Linked DNA regions of Anser cygnoides: region 2 is linked to region 1. A link is a contact called in public Hi-C data. All regions are on one chromosome and are shown on one strand. Each heading gives the region's core, a stretch centred on a gene start, on an enhancer-like site or on the middle of the called end of the contact. The rest is flanking DNA. Distances are from core to core; before and after follow the strand shown.

Evidence for each region. Hi-C and Micro-C count contacts between places; a contact is called where the count stands out from the background.
Region 2: a contact with region 1 is called in a Hi-C map of liver, with 2.1 times the contacts expected there. The contact joins the promoter of RNF139 here to the promoter of ATAD2 in region 1. A contact is called at or near these places in 2 of 7 Hi-C or Micro-C datasets (granulosa cells and liver).

Annotation. Positions count from the first base shown.
Region 1 is chr2:151,414,206-151,420,139 of Taihu_goose_T2T_genome, forward strand. ATAD2 (ATPase family AAA domain containing 2) reads right to left here and starts at 4,182. Exons shown (of 28, transcript XM_048048765.2): 1 at 3,921-4,182; 2 at 350-492. The coding sequence starts at 4,046. NTAQ1 (N-terminal glutamine amidase 1) reads left to right here and starts at 4,317. Exons shown (of 5, transcript XM_066990719.1): 1 at 4,317-4,544; 2 at 4,732-4,831. The coding sequence starts at 4,468.
Region 2 is chr2:151,871,001-151,877,580 of Taihu_goose_T2T_genome, forward strand. It overlaps RNF139 (ring finger protein 139), which reads left to right and starts at 4,748. Exons shown (of 2, transcript XM_066990732.1): 1 at 4,748-5,131. The coding sequence starts at 4,951.

The DNA of each region.
Region 1 (5,934 bases), core at 2,932-5,431:
CCAGATCCCAAGTCTGTCGCATACCACATGCACACAGTTCTGTACGTACCCACATTTCCTAACTTGCTCACGGTGAATTCTCAAAAGTATGAGCAATAGCTCAGTGACCAAAGTGGAAAAGATACCTCGAAGGGGTTGGGAAAAACACGCATGGTTTTTAGAAAAGCAGAAGACTTTCACTGAGAAGAGGGATTCTAGTTTTAAGGTACTGGTACCAACATCAGCATACTCATAAGACTTTGCTGATTTTAGCTGAAGGTTTATCAGGCCATGGCTCACTGGACACGCTTTCACTCTTGCTTTTCAATCTATAAATTGAACAGAGATTGAATGTATAGAAATACAATACCTTGAAAAGTGTCCTCTGTTGACATTTTCACTCAATATTGCCATACTTTCCTCAAAGTTGGAGCCTGAACATCGCAGGATGCTTTTTCTCATTGATCTTAAACAGTGTCCATTGAAACATTCAATACTGCCAGAAGAATAATCCTATGAAAAGAAGGAAATATGAATGTATTTATGTGAACCACGTAGATTCACATAAAGAAATTCTGCCTCACGCAAGTTTAGTTAACCCTCCCGACTTGGCAGTGGGGTAGACACTGAACCACTGCTGTGCTCAAGAAAAAAAAAAAAAAAAAAAAAAACAAAAAAAAAGAAAAATCAGCTTTCAAAACTAAGGCTCCCCTCTCCCCACCATTTTCTTGTGGATAACTTACGCTTAATACCTTGGCAAAAAGATATCGCAGCAAAACCTTTCACATAAACTTAGTATTTCATGAAAAAAACAACAACAAAAAAAACTTTAAATTCATTTAGTCAGAGGAACAGTCAAGCTTGACATTATACATCCTAGAATTAAAATCTAGTTAAGAGTTTTTCTCCCATCTCCAGACCTTGCTAAATATGTTTATTGGGAGCTCTGTCAAAAAAAGAGCAAGGCTCGTTATATCAAAGCTTACAACCCTTCTTACTACTGTTGACCTTTGTCATACTGCTGCTCCTACAAGGATGACTACTATCATTTTTAGTACAGGAGGGAAGCAGTGATAACCCTGAGGGGGGGCTCGTTCTGTTTACAAAATGAAGTTTCATTAAGAGTACATCAAACCAAATTTCACTCTAAAGTCAGAAAATAGATAAGATTCTTCTACTCCTCGGCACCAACTTTACTAAGAGCTTAGTTAGCGTTTGCTCAAGAGAATGGCAAAGGCATGAAGAAGTTAGAGGAGGGCACTGGTAAGGGCACGTGGGAGAGCGCCTTTCTTCCTCCTGTTCTCTGTGCTGATGGAAAGGGGCCTCACGAGATGCTTGCCCTAGCACGTGTTTGAATCCAGGCACCCGAAACAACTTTTAAAGACATTTTTTGTTTCTCAGATCCAGCAGAGATGTAACAAGACCTGAAGCTTAAGGAGAGCCAGCCTGGTCTGTCACAGCGATGTTTAACGTTTCTCCTCTGGGAGGCTTAAGAAAGAAATCAAGTTTTAATAAACCTTTGCTGCCTCTTAGGATTTTCCCTGTGTGTTTATTTGCACACCGTGCCCCCCAAGCTGAAATGCAAGGCCAAGAGCTGCCGGCTGCCCCGAGCACACCGGTCGGCTCTGACTGCCTCGGTTTGAGCTCTGGCCAAAGGCACGCGGGGACCGGGACGGTTCGGGTGGTGCGCAGGGTGGGCTGCCTGGGCAGCCCCGCACACGCAGCCCGCTTCTGGAAGCAAGCCCCCAGACAAAATGTCATTCCCTGACACAAATGGAGCGCGCCTCCAGTCCACAAAGCACGAGGGGAATGGAGAAAGAATCCAGCTCCGATGTCATTCTTGAAAATCACCCTGAGCTTGTTTGGGGAAAGCTAAACTCCAGATTGAAAGAAGAAACACTTACAGAATGTCAGTGTGGATATTAGTGGGGAAAAAAAAGTGGAATACCTCGGGAAATCTCTGTACATACAGTTATGCATTTGTTTGTTGACTTCTCTGCAACAAGCCCAGTGCCATGTACTTGTGTTATTCTTTATCAGCTCTCCTTTTACCTTCACCTTGCCTCAAACGAGGGCACAGCCAAAGCAGGAACAATGGACATTGCTAACTCTGACCGTCCTCTGCTCCTATGAAGGTGTCCCCAAGTCAGTGAGACAGCAGACACTGAGAAGCGCTATGTTAACTGCAGCAAGCTGCCAGAAGGGCAGAACTAGCTCCTATCAGCCATACACGGCTGAAAAAATGCACTCAAGTGAAATTCAGCAGAAGCAAGTGGCTAAACCAGAACAACAAAGAAACTGGAGGGAGGAATTTCGTGAAGTAGTTCGTATTTTGAAAGTTACTTTCCTCCTACTATGGGAAGCTATCAGCAATTGCTTCTAAAAAGTTAGCTGTTGGGTGTCTCTAAGGAAGTAAGCAGATGCCCAGGTGCCATTCAAACAGATAAGTGTGTTTAGGCTACGAGGCTGGGAGCTCTGGTGCCGAGTCCCTACACAGATGACTCAGGAAGGCTCAGCACAGGAAAGGGCCACTTTCCACTTTCCCCAAACAAAAAGGGAACTCTGGAGCACACGGGTGTCAAGCACAGATCACAACAAAACGACCTCGTTTGGCCTCAGGAATTAATTACACCAGGGTTGTAAAGCTGCAGATGCACAGCCTCCAGAGGGACAGCAGCCGCTTACAGTCTGCCACGGGTCTCCTTGGGACTGGAAACTTGGGAGAGGACAAAGCCATCAGATTCCAGTTTACCTTAGACTTTCTGCTGTATGCTCCTTAACCTAGATGGATGAAATATGCTGAGTAACTGGAGGTAAACGGCTCGCTGATATTGGGGAAACTGCAAAAGCTGCTACAGCCAAGTCTTTGCGCACCAGAAAGCTAGGGAAGAGACATTAGGACTTGAACATGCAGCTAGCAGCAGGATCACCATCTGTCATCTAGGGCACTTCTACATGTCTCCGCAATTTGAGTGCTTCAGCAAAGCCTGGCTGTCCTACAAACGAAGCAAGAATGACTCTATGCCTCGAAGCATGGGAAGTTCTGCAAAGAGGGGAAAAACACAAAGAAAGAAACCAAAACAAACAAAAAAAACGTTACAACCCATTTCAAAATAGGGATTCTGCTTTCACTTCAGTGAAAACTTTATATTTAACTTCCTCATTCCTGTTCCCACAACGAAAGCGGGCCAGCTGTTTTCTCTGCCTGACTTTGTATAGCCCTCCCTCACGTGCCACAGGCCGCTCAAGTCCTTGCAGGCTTTGACAACTGTTTCTCGTGTACACTGCAAAAGCAAAGCCGAGATCTTTACACAGCCTCCAGTGGCTGCTTGCAAAAAGACACCCCAAGAACTTCTTCCTTCTTAGTTCAGCAGTCTTGAAAAGAGGACAGGGAAGAGAAAAAGCAACACAAAACCCCAACCTGAATCCAAACAACTGAAGATCTGGGGCACTGAAAACATCACTTGGAGGCAGGGCTCGCCCCGGGAGCTGTGAGGGGGTTCCGCTCTGCCTTGGCTTGCCTTGGGAAGAGCAGAGCGTTACCTCTGGAGAGCTGCCAACTCCTCCAGGTGATGCTGAGCAGGGATGGGAGCAGCAAGACGGAGCTGGGAGCGGTGTGGATGGAATACCAGAAGGCCTCTGCGGCCACGCAGGTTGCCCTTAAGAGCGAATTAGGGTTTTCCCTAACACCGCCAAAAGCTTAAGGAAAGTTGTAGCCGTATTGCGCCCCACAAGTAAGTGTTTTTATTTAAGCACTAATTAACGCTGATTCTCAGCGCTGGTCTCCGAGCCCCCGCAGCATCCCCCGCGTGCACCTGCCCACGGGGCCGCCTGACAGGCGCCTGAGGGCGGCGGGGCTGAGGGGGGAGGGGGCGGAAAGGAACCCCCTCAGCGCCCGCAGCCCCCAAAGCTCGCTCGGAGGGAACCCCGCGGGAACTCACGGCCGGGGCTGCTCTCTCCCTGCTCGTCCTCCTGCCGCCGGGCTGCAGCGAGAGGAACTCGGAGCTCACGTCCATGGCGGCCAGGGGCGGCCGGCGGCTCCCGGCATTGCGCCTCAGCACCACCATGGCGCCGGCGGAGGGAGGCGCGGGGGCGGCGCCCACTGAGGCGGCTGAGGAGGCGCCGTGCACCTCTGCGGATCCCTCCGCCCCACACGGAGCCCGCCATCTCCCTCCTCTCCCCTTTCTTCCTCCTCTCCTTTCCTTCCTCCATCCCGCCGCCGCCCGGCTCCCCCCCCTCACGGAGACCGGCCCTCGCCCGCCCTTTTCCTTTGGAACTTTTTTTTTTTTTAAACTTTCCGGCGGAAGGTTACACGCGGAGGGCCGCCGCACTGTTTGAGACTTTTGGCGGGCGGGAAGCGGCGCGTGCCGCCCCCTCACATGGGCGCCGCCTCCTCACGGGCTCCGCGCCCGCCCTGAGGCGGCGCCGCGGCTCCCCAAGGAGCCCGGCCCCGCAGTCGCGTCCCCTCACGGAAACCTTCCCCCGAGCATGGCGGGGCCGGCTGAGGATCGGTACCGGCCGGCGGTGCCTCCCCGAGCCGCCTGCGCCTACACCGGCTGCTACTGGTAAGGGAGGCGCCACAAAATGGCGGCCGGCGCCTGACCGGAGGCCGGCGGCGCTCTGAGGGGGGAGCTGGAAACGGAGCTAAAGCTTCCCCCCGGGAGACCTTCCCGACCCGGTTTGGGTTGCTGGAGGTGAAGGTGAAAGGGGGATTGAAAAGAAAACGGCACCGTCGACGGTTGTGTTTTGCAGTGAGGAAAACGTGTGGAAGCTGTGCGACTACATCAGGGGTCAGGGGGAGTATCCTTTGGAGGAGTTCTACGCGGTTTTCATATCCAACGAGAGGAGGATGGTGAGTGGGTGAGTTGTGCGCTCCGTGGGGCCGGGGATGGTAAACTACAGCCAGGGGCAGGTGAGAGCTGGCCCCAGGCCTTTTAACTACAGCCTGGGGTAAATGAGACTTGGCCCCAGGCCCTCCTGCAGCAGCTCGGTGGGCTCGGAGGCGTGCAGGCAATGCCACCTGGGAGTACGAGGAATTTCATTTGTTTCTGGCCTCCAGACCCCACGCAGCATTTGCTCCAAGTTAGACATCAAGGCAACACCAGAACCTGAGAAACAGTAAAAGCAAACAGCTAGAACTGCCACGCCACAATAGAGCCCTGCTCTCTCCTCTGGACGCCCCAAGGATAACATAAGGGGAACAAAAGGTTCGTGGCATTCTTCTGAAACTTAAATGAAGTTACTCTAAAACAACAGAGCAGGACAAACATTGATTATAATTAAAGGTTGGGCTAGATGATCTTAGAGGTCTTTTCCAACCATTCAAATTCTATGATCGTCCTTATCTGACGCACTTGGATTGTGGGAAAAAAGAGTCATGGTGTCCCTACGGGCTGTGGGGCCATTCTTCCCTGTCATCCATCAGTTTAGTGGAATGATTATATGGTCCAGAATAGCATCCAGCTTCATCCTTCTGAAAGATAGAAACTGGAGCAGGTTTTCTGACAGCAGCACTGATATAAGCTGATGAAACAGAGAGTTCAGCAAAGAACTTACTCAACCTGAAACTAATCTCTGTAAGTCAGAAGTGGTTTATGCCAAATTACTTAACTTTCAGATCCCACTGTGGAAACAGAAGTCAGGGCATGGAGATGAACCTGTCGTCTGGGTAAGGCATTCTGTTCTTTTTTTCTCAGTATTCAAGTGCATGCTTCTGCAGTTGAGATCTGCAGGATAAGATGTGGGCAGCATTAGGCACCTCTGCTGCAATGAACTTAGGTTTCTGTTCCCTCTGAGCATCAGGAAGCACTCTCACTGTGCAGCGGGCTGGGCTCTGGCACAGGTTGTCCGGGGTGCTTGTGGAGTCCCCCTCTTCAGAGATGTCCGAAAGCTGCAGCCTGCAGTGGGTTGGACCAGATGACCTCTGGAAGTCCCTTCCAACCTCAGCCTTCCTGT
Region 2 (6,580 bases), core at 3,498-5,997, 460 kb after region 1:
CTGCCATGGATTAATAACAGGACCGGGGAGGAGGGAGGACAGGTTTAGGGGAAAGTGTTAAGAAAAGGTGTGATACCCAACCAGCAAGCACACAGTACTGCCTGTCTAGTCAGATGCACTCAAAAAAATGAAGCATCATCACGACAGAAAAAGGGATACTTGGTGGTAACAGAAAAATTGAACAATACCCATTCATTCTTTTTGCTTGCTTTGTTAACTCTTTAAATCGGGCCTGCAATACACAGTTAGCAGCTCTGGAAAAGGCAAACCTCAGCAGCAGAAGCCACAATGTCGAGGAGGGAAGGGGGAGAGTTATGGGAAAAAAAAAAAAATAAAACAAAACACTTTTTCCATGTAGTGCTTGGAAAACAAACCAAAACTAGGGGAGGTGAAAGATCAGGGAGGAGCTGTCTTAAGCAGTGCCCTTCCTAAAGGCCCCACACCGAGAACCGGAGCCAAAAAGGGCAAAGGTAAGCGACGCCCTGAGCGCGGTACCTCCCTGCGGGAGCTGGGCAGAGCTGGCTTGCAAGCAGGCAGTGATGCCCACGGCGAGGAAGGAGGCTGGAGGCAGGCACTGCATCTCTCCCGTAGCCAGACGGACACCGGGAAGGCGGCTGCAGGCTTTGGATTCCACATCTCCTGCTTTTCCTGTCGCCTGGCGAAGTGTGCTGGTCACGGATAGGAAACGAGACAGGGCAGCGAGCGGCTGGCACACGGCGGTGAGCAGCACAGATAGAAACTATTCTTGGGTAAGACACCAGTGCCTTTAATAATAATGTTCATAAACAGTCATGGGAGTGTAAATCTTCTAAATTAAACCATAATTACGTTAGTGTTCAAACATTTCACAAGCACCACGCCAAAAGTACCACGTACACAAGTCTGTACTGAACGGCAGAACAAGTGCAGGGTTAGGAAAGTCCCAGTATCTCTCCGAATTAGCTGGTAATTTGTTGTCATTAGTAGCACACGTACTTAGGCAGCCATACACGGCATTCACGCAGGCAGAACTGATGATATAAGCTGTCCTCTGCAGGAGGCGCAGAGCAGCTTCATCCAGGCACGGCTGGGGGTCGCCCACCTGCAGAATTCACCAATGCTTATGTTAATAAAACGTACTTGGCTTTATTAAAAAAATGCTTGGCTTTTTTTAAAAGGGGCAGGCACATTAGTTGCTCATGCTAGAATATCATCCTGGGACAAGAAAACATAGTTATCCACTCAAGTTCCTTTCGTGATCCTTGTTTTTTGTTTCAGTCCACGCTGTATACACCCTTGCTGATTTTAATTCTTACGACAAAAGGAAAGATAAGCTGTAGAGAGCTTTATTCTTCTATAAGAAATATAAAATCAAACCATATAATTCATTTCAAAAGATATTTGGGAAGGAGAAATTAAATTTGAAATAGCTAATGGATTGTTATATTCATTGCAAACTAAAACTTCTCATTTCTGACAGGCACGTTTTGAACTGTTTTTCTTACCAGCCAACTGTTTTAATTCTTACAAAATCTATTGTATCAGGCTAAATTTATATAAAGTACTTCAAGGCAAAGATGCTGTTTTTACAGTTTCCAGGATCTTGTAGTTAGAAACCAAAATGGTACTCTGAAGCTTCCTTGTATTTTTATTCTTTTTCCTTTAAAAAAAGTGATTTTTGCAAGACCATGTGATTTTGTAATATCTGGAGTAAACATTGCTTTTAATCCAGCAAAGTCTTTGGTTTGAAGGGCTCATGAGATCACTCAAGCAAAAGGAGTTTTGCCAAACAATGGTTGGCAAAATGTGGCCATCTTAAATGGGCACAGACCCTAACCACAGCCTCGGCAGACTGGTTGAAAAAGTACGCTGTTCTAGCATTTCGTAGGGCACTAAAAATTGTTCCATGCACAGTTATCTCAGCCCACGGTATTAAAACTGCAGCGAGGCTGCAGTTGGTGACTGTTGTCCGTACAGTTCCTCTTATTCTAAAAATCTCAGCCTGAAATTTTTGAAGAGCTTTTGAAAAATTATATCAGTTTTGACCACTCTGTCACAAAAAAAAAAAAAATAAAATCAAAATTAATTTTCAAATGACAGAATAAAACCCCAACCTTTTACTATATGCTTGTATAGAACATTGAGAAATTCCAATGTCATGTAGTTGTCATTGAAATAAATTGATCAAGGACTTTCTGACTTGTTGCCTGATATAGGAGGTGTATTAACTTATTCAGAAAGTGTTTGCTAGTGTTAAGGTCTTATGTATTACCAATCATATCCCTAGGGCATGTTCTTTTGTGCTGCCCTGACATGGGGCGTAGGCATGTAGGCTTGACACTTTCACCAAGTCAGGTATACACTGACACATGGAACAAGCTTCACCTTGGACTTCAGGATTATGTGCCCCTGACAATTAATCCATATAGACAAATAAAGGAATTTTATGCTTAATTGGTATGTTAACTTATGGACAAGAAATTGCAGAAGACCCCAACCCATAAAAGTGTGTCTAGAAGTTATTAATATGAATTTATATAGAAGAGGATTTACCCCCCAAATTTGCATTTAAAAAGAAGTTGAGACTTAACCCTAGAAATAATATGACAAATTTTCCTGAATTTGTATATGCAGCTGAAGAGAATTCAGTAGTTATGGCTGTGTCACAATGTTGAATTTGGTGTATTATTCCATATTTGAAAGTTTCAGCAGTGCAAACTGTAAAATTACAAGTATCCAGTAGGTGTCATCTTCATACATACCACGTGTACCATAATCAATATATATATATATATATATATATACATATAATTTAACTAAGATTAACAGTAGGAGTCTTAAACACTGGAAGAAGTTTTCTGAAACATATGTGTAAAAATTGACGAATTTGACCTGATACACTTTGGTAACACTATGATTTCTGGAACTGTCACGTACAAATAATTTACACATATCCATGATAGTACTTACATGCCTAAATAACACCCGTAAAATATGACTGTAAACGTACATATTTAAACCTGAAAATCCATTTAATGGATTCCATTTAATTGATATGTCCTTAAAGCAATGTAAATATGTGCTATAACATTGCCTCTGATCCTGTATTGCAAAAATAGATTTAAGATCTTGACTTATGAGGACATTAAATGAAATTGGAAGGGCCTCAAGAAGGCATGGAACTCTGTTTCCATAAACGGTGTTTTAAGCTGTTGATTTCTTGAAATTCCACCTCATATAAAGAAATATTTTTGTATGAATTATTGAGAATTATCAAGTACACAGATCTGTTTGATTTACATTGTTTTTCATTACAAATGAAATACTTTTATTTACAGTTAGCCGCTCAGTAGCAGTTCGTTTAGCAGCTGGGGTAAAGACTCAGGAAAGTCTGAATCACTTTGATCCGGCCATCTGCAAATGTGAGTAAAATAAACAATTTTCACATTTTAAACCCTAACCTCTAACTATTATTTGGCACGAGGGCGGTTACTGGGTCAGAGTTATGCCTTCCACCATGTGATTAAAAAATGCACTTTGCCCATGTACACGGGTTTTGTAACGCAATCCTTTAGCAATCTGGCAACTTTTCTGGTTTTGCTAGTGCAGGGCATGGCTTAGGAAAGTTCATATGCAACTCTCTTGGGCCCGGTCCAACATCCTTTGAAAATAATAGAAAGGGCTTAAGCCGTGAGCTGGGCAGGCGTGTGGCAGGGCCGAGCTGTGACAGGTGAAGCCAGAGGCAGGCGTTTGCAGATGTCACCGCGTGGCAGAGGCCAAAAGGCACGGAGGGTGACCTCAGCGGGGCCTGCGAACTGCTTTTAATTGGCACGGGCAGTGCGCTGGAAAATGCCCCTGTTTCGGGTGGACTAACGTTGATTACATATTTGCATTTTTTGTTTGTTTCTCCACGCCAAGGCAGCTTGACATTTCCACGAGTCAGGTAGTCCGAACGCGTGGGGCACCTGTGAAGATGTGAGAGGAAGGAAACGTGATTTCAGAGGAAAACCTTTTTAATTTTTTCTCTTTTCCATATGATCTAGACCTACGGTCACGCATCCAGGAAGGCAGGTCTTTCGCATCACACATGAAAAAAAAAAAAAAAAAAAAAAGACAAACCAACAACAGGAAATTCTGCCTAACCCGTCCCTAATTAAAAGATCATCGCCCCGCCACGCTGCGTGACTCACTGAGAAGCCAGGAAGCGCTTACGGTGGCGAAGGCGGCCCAGGGGTGCCAGGGCAGGCCCGGGGTGGCAGTGGGGACCTGGGGGGGCCGTGATGGGACCCCCGGGGCCATGATGGGACCCCCGGGGTCATACTGGGACCCCCATCCCTCAGCGGTGTTGTGGGACAAGCCAGGCCTGCGTATAATAAAAATATAATATGAAATAAGCGCTTTTATTTGTATTTGTCACGGCGTAGTGCTTTCAGGCTTTAAGGAACACATCCTTACTCACGTCTGATGTGAGCCCACGCGGCTCTTTTTATTATTTTATTGATTTTTAACAAACTGTCAGCGCAGCGAGAGGGGAAGGCGAAGCCTCCGGGGGCCCGGCAGCCCACACCCGGCGTTACCTCAGGGGCAGGGGCAGGGGCTGGGCTCCCCCCATGGCCGCAGGGGAGCAGCGGGGGGCGGCGGGGGCCGCTCCCTCAGCGGGCCGGGGGCCGGGGGCCGGCAGCGGCGCCCGAGGCGGAGGCGGCGGCGGCGGCGGCGGGGGCGGAGCGGCGCCCTGTGACGGCCCCGCGGCCCCTCCCCGAGGCCCGGCCGGGGCCGGTAACGCTGAGGGAGCGCAGAGGGAACATGGATGCGGCGGCGGCGCGGCGGGGGGCCGGGCCAGGCCGGGGGCGGCGGCGGCGGCAGCGTGGTGGTAGCGACCCCGCCGGCCTCGTTCCCTCGCAGCCTTCTCTCCGCTTTTTTTTTTTTTTTTTTTAATTTAATTTTTTTTTTTTTTGGAGGGGAGTGGGGGATATGGCGGCCCCGGGCCCTCCGCAGCTCGCTTGGCTGCGGCTGGGCCCGCGGCTGCGTGCCGGGCTGGAGGTCGCGCTGCGGGTGCCCAGCTTGTTCCTCATCGACGCCATCTTCAACTCGGCCCCGCTGCCGGGGGGCTCCGTGTGCGCCGCGCTCCTGGCCGTGCTGCTGCGGCTGCTGGGTGAGACGGACACCTCCCCTGCCTCCAGGGGCTGCCCCCCGCACCCCGCCGCCCTGTCGCCGGGCCGGGCAACGAGGGGGACGGAGGGGACCCGGGGGGGGGGACGCCCCCAGCCCCCGCTGCCTCCCTCCACCCGCCGGGCCCCGGCCTCCCCCCCCCACCCCCCGGCTGCCGCCGGCCTTGTTTACAGCCGCACGCTGCCGCCCTGCCTGCCACCCCTGTCCCTTTTGTCGCCTCTCCCCTGCCCCCTGTCCCCGTCTGGCTGGCTCCTTGCTGCGGCCCCGGGCTCTCGCCCCTCCTGAGGCGTTGCTGCGGGGGAATCGCCTCCTTCCCCTTCCCTCCCGCGGGCCGGAGCGCCTCCCTGGTGTCGTCCGGGATCTGCCTTCCTTCTGCTGTGTCCCCAAGGATGTATTTTCCTCCCTGCCCCTCCTGCTGTCCTCCAGGATCTGTCTTCCTCCCTTGCCCCTCCTGGTGGCTTCCAGCCCTGCTTCCACCCCGCTCCCCTGTCTGCTGGTGGGTGTCCCCAGCTGGCGGGCACTGAGGGGCTCCCTGCGCTTCTTCCTCCTCCTCCTCCTCCTCCTTCCCCAGAGCGAGCCGACCCCTAGGAGCCTCCCAAACCCGCAAATGCTGTTAGGGGGGTGCTGGGGGTGTTTGGGGTGCTGGGGTGGGGTACGAGGAGGCGTCGTGGGGCCGCTGCCGGGTGGCGGTCGGCGTGGCCTGGAGGTTTCGGCAGCCCGCGGGGAGGGCCTGGGGATTCTGACAGCGCGCCTCGGCAGCGGCCTGCCCAACTGAAATACCCCGCTCAATCCCGCGTTTTAGGAACCACGGTTCAGAAGTACCTGATAGCCGGTTCCCAAACAACAACAAAAAGTGCTCGAGAGGTCTCGTGAAACTTCGGATAGTTCACTATTAAGTTATTTCTTTTCTGAGATGAAGGTTAAGTGGCTGTTACACCTATGCGATACTGTTTTCAGTATGGCGTGTAATGCTAAGGGAGGTTCTCTGGGTGCCCTGCGTGAGGTTGGCGCTTCGTTCTGCCCACGGCTGTATGGGTGACACCGAATTACGTTGGAGCTGGGAATCCTGTGACAGGAAGGAGACTCCGAAGTACAGCTGGAGGTTTTGCAGGCCTGCTACGTGTTGACTTTGTGTGGTTTTGATGTTTGTGTTAGGGAAAAAAAAATATGACCAAGGACACGGGTGGTACACCTGTTAGGGGAGGAAACTCGGGAGAGGTTAAAAGGAAAGATAAACAGCGAGAAGTGTTGTGGTGACAGTACTGCACCAGTTGAAGAGAGGAGGGCAAAAGGGGTCATCGGTTGCAGGACAGCAGGTAAGAGGAGAGCAAAGGAAATGAGAAACACAAAGCAGGTGCTGTGATCGGGCTGCTTCCCTGCAGCACCTGGGGAAGCTGCTGTGGCCAGCGGCAAGTCCTGGGACGTCCTGCCC